2 separate regions of the Sus scrofa genome follow, and region 1 is linked to region 2. The links are chromatin contacts, called in public HiChIP or PLAC-seq maps. All regions are on one chromosome and are shown on one strand. The core of a region is the stretch at or near the end of the contact, and the rest is flanking DNA. Distances in the headings are between cores, read along the strand shown.

Region 1 (4,393 bases), core at 1,254-3,753, 190 kb after region 2:
GAATACAGGAAGAATGGATTGTTCTGGAAATAAAATTGCTCAAAAACACCATATAGGCAAGCAGCAGCCCTACAAAGGAACCAAGATAGCTTCATGGGGCCTAGACTCTGACTTTAAAAGTTTGAAGAATTTCATTGAATGGGCTTTTAAATATTCAGATTAATTTATCCCATTTGTTTCCTGAAACACAACACAATGAATAAAAGTCTAATATTAAATTGTCTATGACAGACAGTAGTAGCACTTTATCATAACCCTCACATTATCAGATGTTTCCACCATCTCAAAGATGACCTGAATCAGAATCACCTGTGGGAACTTTTTAAAAGTACATATTTCCAGGCCCCACCCATTGGACACTCTGATTCACAATGTGGGGCTGGGGCTTTATAATGCGTCTGGACAGTGTGGTGATCAGGCAGGTTGGGGAGCCAAGAAGTACCACATTAAGCTGCCTCTAAGAATGATGAGGGTAAAACGTAACAAATGGTGTCTTCTCACCAAACCCAGACTGTTAGGCTAAGCCTATCCTCTTACGTTCCTAATGTTGAGAGCACTAGTATCACTTATGACCACCATCCAACTACATATCCAGTAGCATATCTCCAAACCTAAAGTGGGTGTACATGCTTAAATTTATGGAAGCTTGAAAAAGAAGAGACCAAGGGCTAACTGGAAAAATCACACAGATGTGAGATATACTCAAAAACCATTGATCATGCCTCTTCACTCAAGAGGTGTCAAAACTCAAGTCTCTAGGAGATTTTTCCCAGTAAATGTGCCAAATCTAAGTTTTACTTCTGATTGAATATTTAACATCCTAAATATATAGGATGCTTCATGGAAACATGACAACATCTTTTTCCAACAATCATGTGCAGTCAAGTCTCAAATTTGAAGCTCTAAGAATCTAAGCAATCACACTTCTTCCCAGAGAACTACTCTATAAAGCACTCAGTTAACAGCCTGGATGCATCTGAAACTTCACTGGGGAAAAAATGGAGGACAGTTTCCGCCAGATTAGTACAGGGACATATATATAGGTGGCTCTATTCATAGATGTACAATATTGAAAGTGCATCTTCAAACAGTGACTTGAGAAACATTTTTTAAGTGCTTAAAAGATCCATATCAAAATCCTACATATTTAATAAAAGCATACATATTTATCAATATTTTACGAAACGTCTAGCATTCTGCTACAGTGCCAAAATATTTTGTCTAAACTGCCTTTTTTTTTTTTTTTTCTTTTCCTAACAAATCGGTATGGAGGCTAATTTAGGAAGCACTACCAACATCTTGAGTATCAATGTTTCAGACTGGAAACGGATACATGGTTCAGGGGGAAAAAATGGCAGCATTTGGCTTAGTTTTGATTTTTGTCTCATTAGAAGGCACGGGGCGGGGGAGGGGAGGCAATCGAAATATTCTGGATAAATGCACTGCCATTCAGTAACCTCCATTGTAGAGGGGCAAAAGTAGGGGAGGAGGGAAACAAGAACTGAAAACCCAGCACAAAGCTACCCCTTGCGATCAATAAAGAATTAAAACGATCTGCCTACGGCTGGTAAAACGGCTTACTGCTTTCATCTGGTGGATTTACCTCAGTAAACTCGACTGTGGACTAATTAGGTCCAACTTGAAACCAAGGACCAGGTCCATAGAAAGATCAGCCTAGTCGGGAGCTGATTCACTCAAACGCCCAAGAAGGAACCGAGCCACAGGGTTCCGAGTTGGGACGCAAGCAGCTCACTCGTGGGAGGCGGCGCGGTGGGGCTGCTGGCTTCCCCGGCAGACCTCGGGAAATCATTTCCCGACCACTCAGTGCAAGCCGCAAACGCACACGCTAGGATTCCAGCCGCGCAGGGGCGAGAGGCGACCGGGATGGCCCGGCCGCCCCAAGTGCTAGGCAGCTCTGTCAAAAGGAGGCTAGGACTCCGGTACAGGACTCTCGCCTAAGGCGGCCGGGGTCGTCAGCTCGCGCCCCCTAGGCCAAGTCACTTCTCCGGGGGGCGGCGGAGTCAGGAAGTCTGGAAATTAAATGAGAGGGGCTGCAAAGAGAGAGGGCGGGGAGGGCCAAGTTGACTCTCCTGTTTGGGGGCTAAGGAGTAAGTTTGGTGGGGAGCAGTCGGAGCGCAGTAACTTATTTTATACTCGAACTGCTGCCGCCCAGAGAGAGCCGGACTCCACAGGGCGCAAGCGGCTACTCCGACTTCCTCCCGCGCGCGGTCCCTACAGGCCCAGCCCGCCGCCCGCCCGCCGCGCTCCACTCACCCAACTTCTCCGCCTGCAACCAGAGCGGCGCGGAGACCGCGAGCAGCAGAGCCAGGAAGCCCCGCCGGGCAGCCCCCGCCGTCGCGCAGCCGCCGCGGGCGCCGGCCACCATGGCCCTGCCGGGCGCCACCTTGGCAGGCTCCGTTTTCCTTCGGCGCGCGCAGCGCCGCCGCCGCCGCCCGGGCCGGGCCGCCTCCTCCGCGGCCAAGCGCGGCGCCGGGACTGGACGCAGCCTCGGGCCGGCACCGAATCTCATTGGGGCGGCCCGGGGCCCAGCCCGTCAGGGGCGTCTCCCGCTCCGCCCTGCTAGCCAGCCCCCGAGGAGGAAGTCGCTCCCGGGCGGCGGCTGGCCGCCAGGGCGGAGGCGTACCGGGCGCCGTCTGCGCTCCCCTCTAAGTACCCGGCGCTCGCTGCTTCACTCCTCCCTTTTCCTCCGCCCCTTCTCCCCCAGTGCACGTGAACCTGGGAGCCACGAGGACTCCTGGCCTTCAGACCTGTCCGGAGCTGCCTGGGTCTTCCCCCGAGTGCTTGAGCGCGTGGTGAGCGCGCCAGAAAGGCTACTCTCCTCCAGGGCTTTGGCATGCCCTTGACAGTAGCACTGGGGAACTCGAAATACTGTCACCATAGGATGATGATGGTGACAAGATCTAGTCCAAGTTCCTCCATTTATTCATTCAAAAGTTACGAGGTTCCAAAAGTGTGCCTCCCAGGCACGGTGCTAAACTTTGTGACACTTGCCGACATTGAAAATAATCAGGCAAGTATGCAATGCAAATTGCAATCGGTGATGAAAAGTGCTAGTGGAGCACATTCAGTAACACCTAATTAGATGGCAGGTGACGAGACTGCAGGTAGAAGTCAGAAGAAGCCTCATCTAAAAAGCGGCATTTATGTGAGAGTGAATGGGACTTGGGAAAACAGCGAGGGCGGGGGACAAGAGAACGAACGGACACGGTATGCAAAAGAGCTGAGAGGGGAAAAGGCCCTCGTAGCCGGAGCAAGGCAAACAGGTGGAAGAATGGCCAGAGGTAGAAGCCAGAGCATAGAGCACTGGCCGGAACGTGGGGGGCGGGGGGGAGCCATGGAAGGCCGCGTAAAGATGTTTAAACTTTATCCCCCGATTAACGAACAGCCAAGGAAGGCTCAGGAGGAGTAACACTGATTGTCTTGGGAGCGGAGAAGGGCTTGGAGGGAGGCAGGTTGGAAAGAGGGAATTACAAGGCTCTTAGCGAGTAGTTGAATGGGGAAGTAGCCGTGGAAATGACTGAGGACAGATAAAATAGATATTTTAAATACTGTGACGTCTCCAGATCGCTAGCCCTCCACTCAGTGCCACAACCTTCGCGCTACAGCTCGGCGCCCTGCAGTTTTCCTGGGTAACAAGCGCCACAGTTATACCTGCAGATGCCGAGAGGGAGGAAGTATTGGAGGCGGGGAGCAAACAACAGCCCCTCCCAGGTCCAATATTGGCCCGTCACATGCTCTTTAGAAACCCTCAATAGACTCTGTTCATACATGCATTCCCTTTTCCCTCTGTGTTTCAAACTAAATACAAACAATGCTGAAATTTCAAATGAGATTATCGTTGGGATTTTGCTTTCTCCAAGGGGGCAGAACTTAACGTGGTCTTTAGAAATGAGGCCAATCCAAGTCTGAATCTAGGATCAGCCACTGCCTGAAGTCCTGGCATACAAGAGGTCCTCAATAAAAGGTTTAGCGTATTTGTATTGAAAGCAATTCACACCATGAACATATTAATTATCCTTGCATACAAAACATAAAAGTCACTGAATCATTTCCTAACTCCAGCTTTCCCTCTCCTTTTCATTCTTTTTAAGGAGGTGGGTATGGGCAGCTGCTGGTCTCTAACAGGTGTGGCTCTGTGGTGATGAATGAAGAAAGACAATGGAAACATTGTTCACCAGTGAGGAATTCATAAGGTGGGGGCAGGTGAGCTGGTTGTGGGGGGGACCTTTTCCATCTCAAGTAATACCTTGATGGGAATCCAGCCATCTCTTCTATGCCAAAATCCTAAGTCAGACCAGGGGAGAGATTTAGGATGTGGCAAAACTGAGAAAACAAAAAGGCCAGGTGGATACTAGCGTTTTCATATGTCATT
Region 2 (4,481 bases), core at 832-3,331:
CTTATTTCCCCCCCCAGACAGTATTTCTTAAGCAAAGATTGTGTCACCTCTTAACAGTCTTGTGATTTCTACTGGTCTGTCAAGTTCTTTGTCAAGTTTCATAAAAGGTCAGCCCCTGAGTGTATTTACTTTACCTTACAAGGTAAATTATCACTTGATGATGACAGGCTACTTAGTCATCATATTCCTTGCTGGCTGCAAGGAAGGTGAAAAGTCAACCAAAGATTACTCTAATACCCTCTAAGAATTACTATCTGACCTCAATCTAACCTAACAAAACCTCACACTTACACCTGCCTATCTGACAAAGATTTAAAGATTAAAAACCAAATTGCAAAGCACACCAGTAACTTATTGAACAAAAACTAAAACATTAGTTTTCCTTCTTTCATACCAATACTCCTAAATCACTCTTCCCTCTTAGGAATTTCCAGTGCTTTCAGGATTTAACTGAAACCCAAGCTAACATTCAGAGCCTTCCCCAGCCTTATCTCCTACTCATTCTTTCAATGTCTGGCTTAAATCTCCTCTCCTCTCCATTAACTTCTCAAGTTCCTCCATTCAGAATTTCTCTTCCCCCTTCTCACAGCAGTTACTCACTCCTAACATTTATTACTGAGCATGCCACTCATGTGAGTGTGTGTCTACTCCCCACAAGTCTAGAGTCCTTGGAATTAAATGTAAGAATCTCAAGCAGATGCCAAGCACTGTGGTTTAGATTTGTAGCTTCCCCATAAATGTTGAATTTTTGTAGCTGCAGAAATTCCCTATGGTGAAAATTTTCTCAACTAAAACTTATGGGAGGACAATTACTGTGTCAAGTACTGCCTTGGCCACTAGAGATCGAGGATCCCACATCATCCCAGACCTCTGATGACAGAAAGTGACCACTTTCCTTTCTTCTTATCCAGTCTCCCACGTACTTTTCATAAGCCCACTTCAAATGCCACCTGTCCCCAACCACTGAGCTTAGACATAAATCCTCCTCAGCTTGCTGTGATTTACCAACAGTGCCTTGAGCTTCTCTGAAGAACCACATCGGTGTAACAAAAAGCTAAAACTGAGGAAAAGCACAGACTGGCTAAAATTTCAATCCTATTACTACCTTTCTAACTTTGGTCAAATCAGTGAGTTCTGTTGATTTCGGCTCCCTCAGTTGTGAAACAAGGGTATACAAACATTACCCACCTTCTTGAGACGTTATAACGAATAAGAAATATTTTTAAATACACAGAAAGCGACTGAAAGCGAATCAGGGACTTAATAGGTGTGCAATTAAGCCTATTTCCCTTCCTCGAAAGCGCTAGCACCCTAATTTGCCCTTAAGAGTTTCGGAACAGGTAAACTCGCGGAGCCGGGAGAACTGCGGTGAACGGCGCGCCCCAAGTACACCTGCGGGAGGTGCGGTCCCTGTGGCCACAGACGCCCCGGCATCGCCACTCCAGGCCTCACCTTGGTGGTCGTAGACGCTAATGTAAGAGATGCCCACGGCCATACACCACACCACGAGGCTTGCGATGTCCGAGAAGCTGGGCTCCTGCTCCTCCTCGGTGATCACCAGGCCCATGTGCACAGGCAGCTTCTCCAGAGAACGGCAGTCCGCGCGCCAGCGTAGTCGTGGGTGGGCGGCGGCCGAGGCCGACCCCCCTCGTGGATGCCGGTGGTGACGGCGGTTCCGGCCGACAGCCGGGGGCTTGCGGAGCGTGAAGCCGAGCGGCGCTAGGACCGCGGCGGAGGCGGCGCGACAGCAACGCCGCCAGATCCAGTTCCAGGTGCCGAACCGAACGCGGAGCCAGGAGGTGAGCGTGCGGTGCAGGCAGAGCAGAGCGTGCAGCACCCGCCACACCAACTCGTACAGCCCCGTCATACTCTCGTGGCGCCCGGGCGTCCTCCCTTCTCCCTCCCACACCCGCGGCGCGACCGCTTTTTATCCGGCCCTGCGGCCGGCGCGGGCCATTGCTCCGCGTTCCCCGCCCCCCGCAGCCGAACCCCTTTCTACTGCCAACACCTCATCTCGCCCCCGCCGCCATCTTCCTCCTACCTCGGCAGCCCCGCCCCAGCTAGTACATGGACAGTTCTGATTGGTCGGCGTGGAACTCTGACGCGGCCTCTAGGTCGGAGGATGTGGCCTAGCCTGACGACTGGAGGGAGGGCGTGCGCCTGCGAACTAGATGGGCGGAGGACGGACAGCGCCCCCTACAAGTGTGGAGGGTGAGGAGCAGGATCCCACCCTCCCCCTCCCGAGCGGGTCTTCTTAGTTGGACTGGGTGTTGGGTCCTGGGAGTCTTATTATACTGTCTGTTCTCGCAGACTCGCCAGAAACGGGAAACGGCTCCCATGGAGTGAAAATGGCTCAGATGGATTGGAAATTTTAAATGCCGGAAAGAACCTGAGGGTAAAAAAGTAGCCCTCAGTAAGTGTTGGTGCTGGAGGTCAACCACGGTTTCCAAAAGGAAATGTATGCTGAGGCAAAAAAGTGTGTCCTGTAGAGAGGTCTTTGGTCAAACCTTTTAGCTGAGGCTAATTCTTCCAAGAATGGCAATGAGGATATTGTTCCTGAATTAAAGGTAATCTTCCTGAAACACTGCTTTCTGCCCACGCCATTCCTCGCCAAATGGTATCCTTACAGGCTATTCATTGCTTAGTACTTAAAAGAGAGCTCCATCGCCTGCCACTCCAGTCACTCCAGTCATTTCATTCATTCATTCATTCATTCATTCATTCAGCGATTGTAACTACCAGCTCGATTGACCTCAGCCACCATCTCTGTTTGATGTAAAGTGTGGTATCATCGTTTTTACACAGCCAATCTGGAGTTCCTGTCCTGGCACAGTGGAAATGAATCAGAGTAGGAACAATGAGGTTTCGGGTTCTGTCCTTGGCCTCGCTCAGTAGGTTAAGGATCTGGCGTTGCTGTGGCTGTGGCATAGACCGGCAGTTGTAGCTCGGATTGGACCCCTAGCCTGGGAGCTTCCGCATGCCACAGGTGCGGCCCTAAAAAGCAAAAAGAAAGAAAGAAAGAAAGAAATTAGGCTACATACTCCACAGACACCCCTGCCCCCGCGTGCGCGCCCATCCCCAGCTGACAACTTGCCACATTTCTCTGATGTTCTCTCTCTTTTTTTTTTTTTGTCTTTTTGCCTTTTGGGGGCCACTCCCGAGGCATATGGAGGTTCCCAGGCTAGGGGTCCAATCGGAGCTGTAGCTGCCAGCCTACGCCAGAGCCACAGCAACGCGGGATCCAAGCCGCGTCTGAAACCTACACCACAGCTCACGGCAATGCTGGATCCTTACCACTGAGCAAGACCTCAACCTCATGGTTCCTAGTCGGATTCGTTAACCCCTGAGACACGACGGGAACTCCGGGAAGAGAAGGAAGCCCACTTCTCTTCTTTGGCATCTAGTAGGCTAGGAATGACAATGCCCAGGGGTTGCTCCCATTTCTGCCTGGAATTCTGCACTGAGAAGGAGGCAGATTCATTCATTGCCTTTTATTGTCAACCACAATTCTGGGACAATAAAAGGAAAACTGCACTATGGTGTCCTGATATATGTATATACATTCAATCCAAAGAAGTTTATGAACTTCTTTCTTTTCTGAATGATTTCTTATTTTGTTATTCCCCCCTCCTCCAAAAAAAGGAATAAAATGTGGCACTTTTAGGAGCTTTAAGGTTTCGGAATACAAATTTTGGATTTCTTAAACATATCTAAACTCCTCGAATTCCATGAACAGAAAAATGCAGAAAGAATTCCACAGCCTCAGAAAGATATTAAGTCCCAAACATGATGGGAATAGTGTTTGATTTCTTTTCAGTTTACAAAAATATTTTAAAGTTAACTTAATCTTTACAACCAAGCATATGACCTGTGTAGGTCAGATGGAACTATCTCAGTTTTACAGAAAAGAAAACTGTTAGGTTAATGTGTAAGTGTCTGGACTCTAAGGAAGAGCCTTTCAGCTAACTCATCCTTACTCCTTTCCCTGTATCCTTCTCTATAGTGTGGAAATGGTACCTTTTGAGGTGATGCTATTCCAGTCCTCATTTGATTGTTGTAAGGACTAGGGCAATAGTGTACACAAAGTGTTTAGCGTAATGTCTGGTCAGTAGAGAGCTCAGTAATTTAATCTACTGCAGAAAAATGAGACAATTTCGGGTTTTTTCCTACAAAGTACATTATCATTTACTACATTTCTCATTATCAACAATCGTAATCTTGTGGTTAAACTAATACAAATAGCCCTTAAAATGGATCATTTTCTCATTAAAAGGTAAAAGCCTCACTAAGTAAAAATACAGAGGCCTGGTCTAAGTTTAGCTGCTGGATCTTGAAGCATAAAGAATGACAATATTAAGGAAAAAAATGTTGGAGTTCCTACTGTGGATCAGCAGGTTGAGGACCAGACATTGTCTCTGTGAGGATACGGGATCAATCCCCGGCCTTGCTTAGTGGGTTAAGGATTGGGTGTTGCAGCAAGC

Evidence for each region. HiChIP or PLAC-seq counts read pairs in DNA pulled down with a chosen protein or histone mark.
Region 1: a contact with region 2 is called in an H3K27ac HiChIP or PLAC-seq map of alveolar macrophages. The contact joins the promoter of DCBLD1 here to the promoter of NUS1 in region 2. A contact is called at or near these places in 1 of 47 Hi-C or Micro-C datasets (heart right ventricle) and 1 of 2 datasets of contacts at active chromatin or transcription factors (alveolar macrophages).

The regions. Positions count from the first base shown.
Region 1 is chr1:44,371,209-44,375,601 of Sscrofa11.1, forward strand. It overlaps DCBLD1 (discoidin, CUB and LCCL domain-containing protein 1), which reads right to left and starts at 2,504. Exons shown (of 15, transcript XM_005654388.3): 1 at 2,275-2,504. The coding sequence starts at 2,386.
Region 2 is chr1:44,184,143-44,188,623 of Sscrofa11.1, forward strand. It overlaps NUS1 (dehydrodolichyl diphosphate synthase complex subunit NUS1), which reads right to left and starts at 2,082. Exons shown (of 5, transcript XM_001928072.7): 1 at 1,453-2,082. The coding sequence starts at 1,867.